Regions from separate parts of the Danio rerio genome. Here region 1 is linked to region 2. A link is a contact called in public Hi-C data. All regions are on one chromosome and are shown on one strand. Each heading gives the region's core, a stretch centred on a gene start, on an enhancer-like site or on the middle of the called end of the contact. The rest is flanking DNA. Distances are from core to core; before and after follow the strand shown. Region 1 overlaps LOC141375386 (a long non-coding RNA gene). Region 2 holds the start of bdnf (brain-derived neurotrophic factor).

Region 1 (2,844 bases), core at 84-2,583, 360 kb before region 2:
AATAAATAGTCAATTCCAGCCCTAATTTGAACATCAGCTCGCTGACATGATTTCTGCACTGAAAAAAAAAAAAAAAAGATTTCTTCAAAACTGTTGCAAATAATTTATATGGGTTGAATTTAAACAAAATCTCCAAGGAACTATCTTTGAATATTTTTTCAGTGTAATACTGCACTGTAAAATTTATAATATTTTCTTAATAAGAGCTAATCATGTGCACATCATGTACTGTAATAATTGTGACATCTGAACCTGTTGCTTACTGGTTCAGGATTATTCACATTATTACTTAATGCCAGTAATAAATTGAAACAAAAAACTACAATGTTATAATGACAATGTATTATCAACTCATGATCACTTTCGAAGGATTAGGTGTATCCATAACTTCGAAATTATTCATTAATTTTCTTTTCGGCTTAGTCCCCTTATTAATTCAGTGTCGTCACAGCGGAATGAACCGCCAACTTATCCAGCACATTATTTTTTTTTTACGCAGCTGATGCCCTTCCAGCCGCAACCCATCTCTTGGAAACATCCACACACACTCATTCACACAAACTCATACAATACGGACAATTTAGCCTACCCAATTCACCTGTACCGCATGTCTTTGGACTGTGGGGGAAACCGGAACACCCGGAGAAAACCCACACGAAATCAGGAAGAACATGCAAACTTCACACAGAAACGCCAACTGACCTGGCTGAGGCTCGAACCAGCGACCTTCTTGCTGTGAGGCGACAGCACTACCTACTGCGCCACTGCGTCGCCACTTCAAAATTATTATACAACAATTCTGTATCTCATTCATCCAGGGTTTCTGCAGGTTTCTTCAGGTCAAATTTCTTCAGGACAACTGCATATCCATTCCCAAATACACCCAGGCAGCTCAGATCATCCTGTTTCTGTACAACTGCACACCTTTACAAATCATGATCCCTCAGTCAATCATCTTAAGATTTATGAATATTGCAGCTTTCTCCTTCTATCCTATATTCAGATTATTTTTCCACAGCTAGATCATCTGCTTGTATATTTATTAGTGTGCTGATGAGCGCATGTGAAAGATGTGTCTGTGTTGATGTAGTGCGCCTGTCTAAACAGTTTGTCCCATGTCTGCTTCTCTGCCTTCAGGGCAAGCAGCTTCTGTTGTGTGTGGTGTAGGTCCACAGTGTACTAAAGAGGCTCTCATAAAATCCTCATTTGTCCCTCTGTAACCAGCATCAGCCTAAGAGAGCTTTCATTAGCCTGCGTTCTCTCTGCCTCATCTGTCAATCTTCAGTGTAATGGAGCTTGAAGGGGAGAGAACGGAGCACGGAGAGAGAGGCAGCGCATGTGGTGATTAATGTTCTTTAAGGCATTACCATAGTTAAAGAGATCAGCCTTGGGCTCTTATCCTGAAACTAATTAACTCTTCTCGCAGACGCGGATCTGTCTGTGTGGACATACCTAAAACACTACAATGGTGTAAATAACAGCAGTCACCCTTCATTTACTTTATAAAGATATCTTCTTTTATACAACAGTTCTGTCTGTTTCTTGAATCTGATTGGCTGATTGCTGTGCGATATTATGCAATATAAGAATTCATACAGCCTCTCCACCCTTCTGTATTACCCAAATAGTGACAGTAGATGAATAAACTCACTAGAATTCGACAAATATTGCTGCTGTTGGACAACAAAAAATACTTTTGAGGCTTTTTTAGGCGAGGATGTAGTTGTTTAGATTGTATCTATGCCGTTTATTTATAAGGAGAGCGCCTGTTTTAAATATTTATAATTTTGGAGATACAGCGCATTGGCAACCATCAGCCTGTCATTGAGGAGAGCAAAAATGGTTGACGTTGTCCATCCACAAGATGGCAACAAAAAACGCATAAGCTCTTAGAGGAGAAAAGGTTGACGGAATTTCTAACTACAGCTGATAAAATCATTATAAAATAAAGTCGATCTCTCTTTTTTGTTGCAGTGCTGTATTTATACCATAGTAATTATAGTGTATTGAGTGTGAAATGGGACTCATATGAGGAATGTATGTATTTTATGTTGGCCACTCTTTGTAAAACTGTCATTACTTTTTGGTTGGCCATCTTTTTGAGTCCTTTGTTTACATGGCTGCAGACTAGTTTAGTAAAAAGAAAGAAAGAAGAAATTCCTGCATGTGTTTAGTGTGTTTCCTTGTTGCAAACACAACAGTAATCTGGTAGTGATTGTGTTGCTTTGGCTTTTTCGGGGTTAATTATAGTGATCTCCCAATATCAACAGAGAAATACTGGAAAATCTCTGTAGACTGATAACAGTTCATACTGTTCAGCCTTATAAATCCTAAAAGGTGAGCAAAATCACCTGTTTTTGTCATCACTTTAGACATTATGCCAGAGAATCATTCAAATACTAGCTCTAAAGTAGAGGTGTGAACCTATACTGGTCTCACGGTTCGGTTCGTTTACGATTATCATGCCTTCGATTCGGTTCAATTCGATATCTCGGTGCATCACGGTGCATTGACGATGCTTTCCAATACAGTGTTACATTTTGGGAGGAGGCTATAACAAGCTGTCTGTATAAACACACAGTACTACAATGTCTCTCATTCAAACACATACACAAACATAGACAGCACCAAAGAAACAAACAAACACACACACACGCACACACGCACGCACGCACACACGCACACATTTAAGCCCTCACAACAGGGAGAGCTCACACTGAGCGGAGCAGAAAAACGAAAAAAAAAACGAAAAAAAAGAAGCACTTTTCCGACGGTCCCTTGCTGAGAGCTCCTCTCAGCGCGAGCTCTCCCGGCTAAACAAATATTGCGAGGGCTTAAACGAAG
Region 2 (2,797 bases), core at 51-2,550:
TTGTTTTGTTTCAGCTTTAGTAAAGAAACAGCTGTCCATATCATCATAACTTATTCTGTACGTAAAGACACAGAAATTACATTAAAAGTGATTTTTAAAACTTTTGGGAAAACTAGGGGAATTACTTCTTAAACTTGGAATATATTCTAGAAAGACAGGCAGACATGAGAAATGCAGTTGTGTGTAATCAGTCTTTCTTAAACAAAAGCAAAGCCATGACGAGAAAAACTAAGACAAGAAAAAGAGCCAATCTGTTTGAATTAATGCCCTGCCTAATATGAAGGGATTAATTAATCCCACTATAAGATCCAAGTCAGTCAGATTTTGTTTGCTATGTTCATTGTTTAGGGCAATAATCAATGGAACAATGAATGAATGAATGAATGAATGAATGAATGAATGAATGAATGAATGAATGAATGAATGAATGAATGAATGAATGAATGAATGAATGAATGAATGAATGAACTTAGACTTATGGGAACACAATGTCTGTTGATGCTGACCAGAGGAGAGGTTTATCTGAGAAACAGGTCTGTTGACTGATCTTTTAAACTTTTTCTCCTTTTCTTTGCTTCCAGTTCGTTTGCTGTGCGTGTCGTCTGTGGTCCAAGCATACTGTTTACTGTTGCTGTGAGTTATAAATACAATAGCGTTTCATGTCTTTTACAACTATCGGGCTCGAACGAATCTTGGCTCATATGCGGGTAAATACCACCAATTACTCATGTTACTTTTCAGCACATTTGAACACATCCAAGCATAGCGCCTCGTCACTGCATAACAATTAGATTAGTGTTCGTGCTCTGATGGAATTTTACTGATAACAGAAACGGTCGTACTTGGATTTCGTGACTTCCATTCCCTACTTTAGGTCAAGATAAAGGCGTACGGGGGAAAATAACGTTGTCATTTATTTAAGTTGACATCGTGCCTCAAGACTGAGGAGGATTCAGCTTTTTTTTCCATTTGCTATAGTACACACATAACGAAGCTCAAAACTGTATTGCACAGATGTAAGTATGGTACTTAAAACAATGTTTTTCCTCTGTTTGGCTTTCAATAGCACAGCTTTGCAGCAGCAGCAACAAGTCTCCCGAGAACTTAGTCCTACTTGGCAGAAAATAAGATTGTGAAATCTTACCTGATCTCCCTCAGCTGGGAAAACAGCCAGATTGAAAATGTCGTGAACTGTAGGCTTCGCGTAATGTTGACATATCACGCGCAATGCACGCAGAGACGCGCGAAAAAAAAGTGCACATTGCTGTCTTGGATGCGCAACTTTTCTAATGGTCATTCATTTTCAGCCAGCGTCTCGGGGTAGTTGCTGGTCAGTTTAGTTCCCACCTAAACTTGACCGCCTTCGCTTATTTCAATCACGTAAGAGCACTAACGGCGTTTCTCTGAGCGAGGGCACTGCGTAAATCTGTATAGGGGTTTTGGGTAAATCGCGACTGGTTTCTATTTGTCCTCTCGGCACAGTCGCCAAGGTGTAAGAGAGTTTAAGCACGAGGATATTGCAAAGGGTTATTAGATTCATAAGTCACCCAAGTGGTGGGCGATCTTCTGAGCACGGCAGAAGTTCTCATATGATGACTTCAAACAAGACACATTACCTACCAGCATCTGTTGGAGTGTGTGGATATTAAGACACTTCTATCTCCAGGACAGCATAGGGGAAAATGGTAAGTTGCATGGAAATACTACACTTAAAGGAATAATTACTCCAAAAGGCATGGCTTGTGTTTACACTGACTGAAGGGTTGCTTTCAGAAGAACAGATTTTGATGATGCACGACATATACGAGTGCTCTCGTGCTTATGGACCCAAACGCTGAAGGCTACTTAATCGAGGGTTCGGCTTTGCTAACGTGAATGTAAAACTTTGTAATGCTGCTGTTTTCTGGGATTCGTAGATAGAGGGGGAAAATCCGAGTAAAGCAAACGCAGCCGTAGAGAATATACATTCTAATTGGTTTTGCCTTTGTTGCTCTGTGTGCCAATCTGCGCTTTGATGCCTGTTGGGCTTTTAGCCTTTATACTAAATGTCGTTTTTACAAGTGCTCAGTGAAAAAGGCAACATGTGTAGACATGTCCATCTGCCCTGCAGGACAAAAGCAGAGCACCAAGGCGCTATTACTGTGTGATTTGGGGACACGGGTTGCAAGCCTTTTGGGGGACCCCTCTTTAGAGGGTTATGAGCGACTTTTCAGATAAGTGATTCTTTTGTTAAGAAAACGACCGGCCAACATGTGATCAAATATTAACAGGACGGGCTTGCCAAGGATATATTCACGTGACAAGGCGTGGGGAAGCAATAGAGTAAAGCAATATCAAGTGGCACTTAACGAAAGTATAGATTTTTGCCTCTAAGTAACCTTAGCTGTGCTATGATTTCAGCACTTTGGACAGAGGCACCGGGAGTCGTTGAACGCTGCGGACTAACACGGAGTGAGTGGACTTCGCCTTTTGTGTTTTGCCAAAGCTAGGGATTGTTTCACTTTTTCCTTCTTTTTTGCTCTCGGAGGGAGACCCGTGAGAAAACAAAACAAACAAACAAACGCGAGGAAAAGCATCAGTCGATAGCGGGGCTGCTTACTTTGCGCTTGGAGTTTTGTCGCCACTTAGAGCATGTGAAAGTTGAAATCGTAGAGCTGCTAGTGTACTCGTACTTTGCAATCTCCACTTGGTGCACAGCGTTAACTTTGGGAAATGCAAGTGTTGGTCTTGGAGATCTAACCACTGATAGTGGTTGTCAGCTCTTATAAAGGTAAGACCTGTTTGTTTTATTCTCCAC

The links. A called contact is a pair of places that touch in the nucleus more often than the background predicts.
Region 1: a Hi-C map of embryo shows a contact between it and region 2, with 2.2 times the contacts expected there. The contact joins the enhancer-like site here to the promoter of bdnf in region 2. A contact is called at or near these places in 4 of 18 Hi-C or Micro-C datasets (caudal fin, embryo, skeletal muscle and 1 more) and 1 of 4 datasets of contacts at active chromatin or transcription factors (caudal fin).

What each region holds. Positions count from the first base shown.
Region 1 is chr7:32,349,405-32,352,248 of GRCz12tu, reverse strand. The region is part of intron 1 of LOC141375386 (a long non-coding RNA gene); the gene reads left to right. It also overlaps a transcript of mettl15 not described here. Among named protein-coding and RNA genes, the nearest start is that of lgr4, 67 kb to the left of the region's middle. Within about 2 kb of position 1,333, at least 10 of the 62 cell types and tissues checked have an H3K27ac peak or open chromatin away from gene starts, as enhancers often do.
Region 2 is chr7:31,987,522-31,990,318 of GRCz12tu, reverse strand. bdnf (brain-derived neurotrophic factor) reads left to right here and starts at 1,300. Exons shown (of 3, transcript NM_001308649.1): 1 at 1,300-1,685; 2 at 2,401-2,770. The region is part of intron 3 of LOC103911387 (a long non-coding RNA gene); the gene reads right to left.